2 separate regions of the Hordeum vulgare genome follow, and region 1 is linked to region 2. Evidence: chromatin contacts called from public Hi-C data. All regions are on one chromosome and are shown on one strand. Each heading gives the region's core, a stretch centred on a gene start, on an enhancer-like site or on the middle of the called end of the contact. The rest is flanking DNA. Distances are from core to core; before and after follow the strand shown.

The links. Hi-C and Micro-C count contacts between places; a contact is called where the count stands out from the background.
Region 1: a contact with region 2 is called in a Hi-C map of an unstated tissue, with 7 times the contacts expected there. The contact joins the promoter of LOC123447893 here to the enhancer-like site in region 2. A contact is called at or near these places in 5 of 6 Hi-C or Micro-C datasets (leaf, seedling and an unstated tissue).

The regions. Positions count from the first base shown.
Region 1 is chr4H:65,607,419-65,611,894 of MorexV3_pseudomolecules_assembly, reverse strand. LOC123447893 (transcriptional corepressor SEUSS-like) reads left to right here and starts at 1,903. Exons shown (of 10, transcript XM_045124609.1): 1 at 1,903-2,308; 2 at 2,705-3,964; 3 at 4,067-4,186; 4 at 4,369-4,417. The coding sequence starts at 2,843.
Region 2 is chr4H:65,395,144-65,399,211 of MorexV3_pseudomolecules_assembly, reverse strand. No RefSeq gene overlaps it. Among protein-coding and RNA genes, the nearest start is that of LOC123447893, 210 kb to the left of the region's middle. Within about 2 kb of position 1,516, at least 3 of the 3 cell types and tissues checked have open chromatin away from gene starts, as enhancers often do. A contact at or near this core is called in leaf and seedling, where this site is marked.

The sequences.
Region 1 (4,476 bases), core at 654-3,153, 210 kb before region 2:
TAGTGTGGCACCTCCATATCTGTGCATGGGCTTCGTCTGCTCACATCATGGGTTGTCGCAAGTTGGGCTGGCCTACACGAGATAACTATGACCCACCTAGCTAGGCCACCATATATACCCCATGACGTGGAGTTGGCTAGAGCACAATAGGGAACACCAGACATGCGATGGCCACCATCAGCATGGCCAAATCCGAATATCAGGCCCGTGGACACGCGACATCAATGCCGGAGGAAGCCCCCGGAGGCGGTGGTGCTGGAGAATAACGCCACATGGGCAAGAAGGCTGGACCCTGTTGGCCCAAGACGAGCACTGGAACGGCCCACGAGGGGGCGAGAACCAAATGACGAGTGCGAGGGAGCATCACAGCCGCAAGGAAGCCAGGGCGTGTCGGTGCCGATACAAACAAGGTAAAGGTGATGATATCTCCGCGAGCCAATGGGAGGGGGAAGACGAGCAGCAACGTGAGCTCCCGCCACCACATACCACTTCAGGTGAAGGAGGTAGGGGCTGGGGAAGGGTTATCGTGCGGCTCCGACGGATGCCACGTGTGTGGACAACACAAGGGCAAGACAAATGGAGCAATTAAAAGCATATTTTCTGTGTGCGAAATGTTCGTAATAATCTTGAATGTTATCATAACTAGTAATAACCTAAAATACACACGCTACGTAAGACAGATGAAGCACCTAAAAACATCTGTTCTGCGAGCGATTTTTTTGTATTAATTTGAACATTGCTAAAACTAATACTAATTTACGAAATGCACTCCACATATAACAAATGTAGCAACTAAAAGAATCTTTTATGCATGCGAGACATTCGTATGAATTTGAATGCGGTGGGAACTAACACTAATTTAAGAAACAAACACCACATAAGACATATTGTATAACTAAATAACATTTATCCGCGTGTGAAATATTCGTAATAATTCCGGACGTCATAAGAACTAACGATAATTTAAAAAACACACGTTACCTAAAGACAAATGTTGCAAGTAAAAGAATCTTTTCTGGGGACGCAATGTTTGTATTGATTTTGATGGTTATAGAAACTAATGCTAATTCTAGAAACACACATCACGTAAGACATGTGGTGCAACTAAAAGCAATTTTTCCTCATGTGAAATGTTCGTACTGATTTCAAACATTATATAAACCACTACTAATTTTGAAAACACACATCATGTAAGACATATGGTGCAACTAAAAGCATCTTTTCGGCGCGCGAAATGTTCATATTAATTTCAAACGTTGCAGTGGAATGGTTTTAGAAACACATCACACAAGACATCCATCTTTTCTGCAACGAAATGTCGAACAAAACATAAACTTCATCAATAATTTTTCCTACATGAATGACAGCTCTAAAAACCTCCGCATTGTTTATATGCTTTTATTTACTGTTGGTATTACTATTACTAGATAGATGGACTAGAAAAAAGTGGACCTAGATAGATAGAGTATACTAAAGTCAGTCTGACTCGGAGTTTACTAAAGCCCCACCTGCGTTTTCATCACAACGTGCGTGACAAGAGGAGGAGGGGGAGGGATATCCCCGGGCGGGTGCCACACCGTTGGCCATGGCACGGGCACGGAGCACGCGCTCCATTGACTTCTTTTAACCTCAGCAGCGCATCATCCCAGTCCCACAACCAAAACCGAGAAAACAAAACACCCCAACAGAAAGAGAAAACACACCATCCTAATCAGACCCCGCCCCACCGAACCCACGCGCCCACCCTCCCACCGCCCCGCGGGGCCCGCGCGGCGCCGGCCCCGCCCGTCGGCGACCGGAGCGCAGGATCCTCGAGGTCGCGCCCCCCGGATCTTAATCAAATCGAATGGGAATTTTGACGTCCGCAAGGACAAAGCCTCAGAATTTTCCGCTTCCGCCTCCTCCCCCCCCTCTCTCTCTCCTGTTTCGTTTCGCTTTCTCTCTCCTCCTCCTCCTCCTCCTCCTCCTCGTTTGGCCTCCTCCCTCCCTCCTCCAGTCCACAGACCCAAATCCCGTCGCTCGCACACAGGGACGAGAGGGAAAGATTTTTTTTAACGAACGAACTGATTTTTTTTTTATCCCGCTGTTATCTCCCTCCGACCGGCAGCGCGGCGGGGGGGCCTAAACCCTAGCTAGCCGGAGCGGAGCTTATCCGGCGCGGCGGTGGCAGTGCTGCTCCTCGCGGCAGTGCGCGGCGCCGGCGGCCGACGACGCATCCCTGCGGGCCTTCGCCGCGCGATTTGGCGCCGGCTCGAGCTCTGGATCGCCGGATTCGCGGCGGACTGGATTTTGCTGGCTGGTCGCGGCGGTGAGTGGCGTCGGGTTCCGGCGTGTTTCGCTCGGCGGGTTTTCGGTGACGGGGTCGCTGTTGATGCTGCTGCTCCTTGATTTTTTTTTTCCTTTCTTTCTCATTTTGCGTGTTTGGGCTCGGAAGCTGCGATCTAGTCGGGGAGTTCGGGGTTGCTTAATTCTGCTCGTGTCTGCTGCTGTGCTCGGTTTTTTTTTTTTCGGGTTGGATTTGGTGCAGATATTTTGCTTTCGTCGTGGCGGCTTTGAGGAGTACAAGTTTGCTTTGGATGCTCGTTTGTGTTGTTTCTAAGTTGATTTCAGGTGGTGGGGATTGGTGTTCAGTAGATTTGTGCTGGAGATACCACTCTAGATCCAATGCCTGTGTCCTAAAGCTGGAGTCTCTGCTTGTTTTCAGGGTTTGCTGCCTTGTTCCTGCTCAATTTTGGCGGATCTTGCGGCCGTTCCGTGCTGAAAGTATGGCCAGGTGACTGGTGGCGCTCTCGATCTTGGACTAGTTTCTGCTGAGTTGGTAGCTCTCCCATTGCCTGCAACGATGGTATCGTCAGGGCCGCCGAACCCAATGGGGCCTGGCCAGCCAGTAGGCGGTGCCTCACTTCTCCGGACAAGTTCTAGCCTGCTCAGTGGTGGCCAACAGGGAATGGGTGGGGGTGGCGGCATGCTTCAGTCGCAGTCCCCCTTCTCATCTCTTGTCTCCCCGCGGACTCAGTTCGGGGGAAATGGCTTGCTGGGAGCAACCTCTAATGTCTCCTCCCTGCTCAACCGGTCATCGTTTGGAAACGGGAGCCCTGTTCCAAGTCCAGGACAAATGCCAAACGGTGGGCTTCCGATGAATACCCTTCAGCAGAGAGGGGGGCTTGATGGCGCTGGTGATTTTATTGGCACGGGAGGATCCGATCCCATGTCGTTCCCATCCTCCTCGCAGGTTAGTTTGGGCAATCACCTAGGTTCAGATATCCTGCAGCAGCAGCAGCAGCAGATGGACGCGCAGGATTTGCAGCACCAGCAGGAGCAACAGCATCAACTACCGATGTCTTACAACCAGCAGCAGTTGTCGTCACAGCAGCCACAGTCGCAAGCTAAGGTGAAGTTGGAGAATGGCGGCAGCATTGGTGGAGTCAAATTAGAACAGCAGATAGGACTGCCTGACCAGAACGGCCCAGCCCAGATGATGCGCAATGCTGGAAATGTAAAATTTGAGCCGCAGCAGTTGCAGGCGTTGAGGGGTTTGGGAGGAGTCAAGATGGAGCAGTCGAGTTCGGACCCATCAGCGTTCTTGCAGCAGCAGCAGCAACAACAACAGCACCATAACCATTTGTTGCAACTCACGAAGCAGAATCCTCAAGCTGCTGCGGCTGCCCAGCTGAACCTCTTGCAACAGCAGCGTCTTTTGCATATGCAGCAGCATCAGCAGCAACACCAACAGATTCTAAAGAACATGCCTTTACAGAGAAACCAATTACAACAGCAGCAGCAGCAGCAGCAGCAGCAACAGCAGCAGCAGCAGCAGCAGCAGCAGCAGCAGCAGCATCAGCAGCAATTACTTCGTCAACAGAGTCTAAACATGAGAACCCCAGGAAAGCTGGCTCCTTATGAGCCAGGTACCTGTGCAAAAAGATTGACCCATTACATGTATCATCAGCAGAACAGACCACAGGTAAAAGATTTTGTTGTTTGTTTCAAATGAGTAACTTCATATGTTCCAAGCAGAAGACATGTGCTTACAACTTAGGGCATCTACCCATTCCTTTTGATGCAGGATAACAATATTGAGTACTGGAGAAACTTTGTCAATGAGTATTTTGCTCCAACTGCTAAAAAGAGGTGGTGTGTATCTCTCTATGGAAGTGGTCGTCAAACTACTGGAGTTTTCCCTCAGGTGGTGTCTTTCTCCAACTGCTAAAAATAATATGTATCTACCTATATTTGTTTTATGCAAGTAAATTCAGCTCTATTAGTTAGTCAGAGCCTTAGATAATTTGGAGTAACACATAGTGTTTTTAGTATAATTTGCCTTGTAAATTCTCATTTATAACTTTCCTTATGGCTTTGCACCTGCAGGATGTCTGGCACTGCGAAATATGCAACCGAAAGCCTGGCCGGGGCTTTGGTAAGCATCATTTAATTTTGTGCATCTTCCTCTCTTACTCGTGTTTCTAAGTTTGATCT
Region 2 (4,068 bases), core at 267-2,766:
TTCGATGGTCTCAGAATTTTAAAGTAATTTTTATTATATTTAAGATGTGTTGTAGTTCCGATGAACTTTTATAATAGGCGTGATACTTTTTGAAAAAAAAAACTTTCACTATGTTAAAAGAAATCATGTCGGCTTTTTGAATGAAATATGTTTAAAATGTCATGAATGTGGTTCAGTTTAAATGAAAATAATCGGGTTGCATGGAAAATATCAGATTATATAAATTTTGTTGAAATATACCCGAATGCTTGAGTTACATGGTTGGATGTCGATGATTGTCTCTTTACAGCTAGCTGATGATGATTGTAAGGACAGTATGAGTTGAGTAATACTTCCTCCGTTTCTAAATATAAGTCTTTTTAAAAATTTCATTAAAAACTACAAACGAAACAAAATAAATGAATTTATACTTTAAAATATGTCTATATACATACGTATGTAATCCGTTAATGAAACATTAAAAAAAACTGATATTTAGAAACGAATGAAGTACAAGCTTGCAGACGTAAAGAAAAAGATGATCGTCTTCTGTATCCACGTCCGCGGACGAGTATTCTGTCGGTTTTAAGGGTTCGTGCAAAAGCGCGCTACCTATCTTCTTCTGAAAAAGATCCGCCGCGCGGTGTGCGCCCAGCGATTCCAAGGCTTCCATCGCATCAGTGGCAGCTCGACCGGTGCAACGGGACAAAACGAACGGGACAACACTGATGATCCAATTAAGGCACGTAGCTGTTGCCTCCGTAAACGCGCAAAGGCAACCGGTAGCGCGTAGGGATCCACCCGTCCCGGTGCGTTGCATCTTCCGTGCGTCCCATACGTATGATACCGCCAGCGGTGAGCGAGGGAAAAACGCCTTTCTGCGTGGCCAACTAAACCCAAGCTTTATGGAAAAGATTACATTCTATCGTCTCACCACGCGTGCCCGTGTGTCGGCTCCAAGGCCGTTTGATCATGTGTTGCTTCATAATTGATCGGGAAACGACTGAGCTGCGTGCTAGCAGGTGGATCGGACGGCTACGAGCGCGTACATCGAATGGTCATTCGGGTGGCGGATGTTTAGTATGGATCCGCCGGTGAACGCCTAAATGTTCCCTCAAAGCTTTATCCTACAAACCTGGTTTTGCTTGACTTAATCCATAATAATCTACCTGGCTTAATCCATAATAATCTACTTCCTCCGTTTTTAAATATAAAATATTTTAGATATTTCATTATGAACTACGTACGAAGCAAAATACGTAAATATATTTTCTATAAAACATGTCTATATACATCTGTATGTAGTTCATAATAAAATCTTTAAAAAAATTATATTTAGTTACGGAGGAAGTACTTAGCTCCTTTTTAACACTAATCGACTTAGGCTTGGGAGGTTCGCTCCAGGCTACGTAACATGTGACAGAATACAAGGACACGGATTAGAAATAGAAATACTATCATGGCCAGGTTTGGTTCGGTTTGTTTTATCCTGCGAACCCGTCGGCCACGTCCAAGCAGTGGATCCGGCCAAGCTCGGCCAAACGTTTCCCACGACTACATAACAAATAAAAGCTTGTCTTTACAGGCAAGTGGCGATGGTGGTACTCGCTCTTCCTTGTGGCTCAACGTGCTATAATTTAAACACTTTTGGATGTACTTTACCTTTTTCTCTAATGCATGTGGATGCGGATAAGCATGCGATCTATGCCTATATTGTTTTTTTAGGGTATCTATGCCTATATTGTTTAAGTGGCTGATTCACACTCAGAATATTTGCGCACACTGCACTCCAAGGGTGGAGGGCAGCTTGATGGGAGATGGCAAAATTTCACCGAACTATGTGTATGCCCATCAGAGTAAATCGTGAAATTAAAATCTTTCACACGCAACAAAAAAACATTTTTCATCAGAAAAATAAAAGCGCTCCATGCACCGTGATTTTGATTTCTAAGTCAGCCCATGAACATTACCAACATTACCATCTTCCAACTAACTTTCTAATCACTTGAAGAAAAAGATATTTCTTACTACGCTGTTTGGCATTGAGATGCTTTATGTTGATATAAGTTAATTTCCTTATAGGGTTTGTCAGTTTTATCATTTTTTAACCGCATGATTTACAATATAAATTGTAAAATGGGTTCATGATAACATTTTATGCAACTCCATATTAATCCTAACCATCCATTGTAAGAATGTTTCACGGGCTTACATGATGTTGGGGAATGTTGCATGAAAAAAAAATACGAACACCCAAAATCTATATATGAAGATGCATAGCTACAAGAGGGGAATGTATCTACATATCCTTGTAGATCGTTAAGCGAAAACGTTAAGAAACATGATTGATGCAGTCGTACGTCTCCGTGATCCAATCACGATCCATCCCGATCTAGCGTCAAACGGACGGCACCTCCGCGTTCAACACACTTACAGTTCGATGATGTCTCCGCCTCCTCGATCTAGCGAGTGAGGGCGGAGTAGTAGATGAGTTCTACGGCAGCTCTACGGCGTGGTGACGGTGCTACTGGTGCAATCTCAGCAACACTTCGCCAAGCGTTGTCGCACACACAGACGAAAGAGAAAACGGTCTAGAGAGAGGGGGAGGGATGCGCTAAAGGCTTGGTGTGTGGCTGCCCTCCATCTCCTCTCATATATGTAGGGGGAGGGGTGGAGGAGGCCCGCCCTAGGGTTTCCACTAGGGGTGGGGCAGCGGCCAAGGGGGTGGCTTGCCACCCAAGGCAAGGGTGGCGCCATTCCTAGGGTTGGCCCTCCACCAGCCCAAACGCATGAGCTTAGATGGGGATGGTCGCCCAGCCCACCAGGGGCTGGTGTGCACCCCTCTAAGCCCATGTGGTCCCTCCAAGGTAGGTGGGCCCCTTCCGATGGACCCTAGAACCCTTCCGGTATTTTCAGTACTCTATCGGTAATGCCCAAATTCTTTTCGATGACCAAAACAGAACTTTCTATATATGAATCTTTACCTCCGGACCATTCTGAAGCTCCTCCTCATGTCCGGGATCTCATCTGGAACTCCAAACAACATTCGGTCTCCAACATACACAAATCAACAATACTATATCGTCATCGAACCTTAAGCATGCGGACCCTACGGGTTCAAGAACTATGCACACATGACCGTGACACCTATACGGTCAATAACAAATTGTGGGACTTGGATGCCCATATTGGTTCCTACATATTCTACGAAGATCTTTATCGGTCGAACCACGACGTCAACGATTCAATCAATCTCGTATGCAGTTCCCTTTGTCCACCGGTATGTTACTTGTCCGAGATTCGATTGTCGGTATCTCCATTCCTAGTTCAATTTCATTACTGACAAGTCTCTTTACTCGTTCTCTAATACAAGATTCCGTGACTAACTCTTGGGTAACATTGCTTGCAAGCTTCTTGTGATGTTGTATTACCGAGAGGGCCCAGAGATACCTCTCCGTCCTATGGAGTGACAAATCCTAGTCTCGATCCATACCAACCCAAGACACACCCTCGGAGGTACCTGTAGAGCATCTTTACGATCACCCAGTTACGAAGTGATGTTTGATACACACAAGGCATTCCTCCGATGTCAGGGAGTTGCATGATCTCATGGTCTTAGGAACACATACTTGACATGTAGAAAATGGTAGCAATAAACTTAATGATATGATTGAATGCTATGATTACGGTTGGGTCTTGTCCATCACATCAAATGACAACTCATGTTTATGGTTAGGAAACCTTAACCATCTTTGATCAACGAGCTAGTCTAGTAGAGGCTCAGTAGGGACACGGTGTTGTCTATGTATCCACACAGGTATTGAGTTTCCAATCAATACAATTATAGCATGGATAATAAACGATTATCATGAACAAGGAAATATAATAATAACCACTTTCTTATTGCCTCTAGGGCATATTTCCAATAGTCTCCCACTTCCACTAGAGTCAATAATCTAGCATTACATGGTAATGAACCTAACACACATAGAGTCTAGTGTTGATCATGTTTTGCTCGTGAGAGAGGTTTAGTCAAGGGGTCTGCAACATTCAGATCTGTATGTACTTTGCAAATGTTTATGTCCTCCT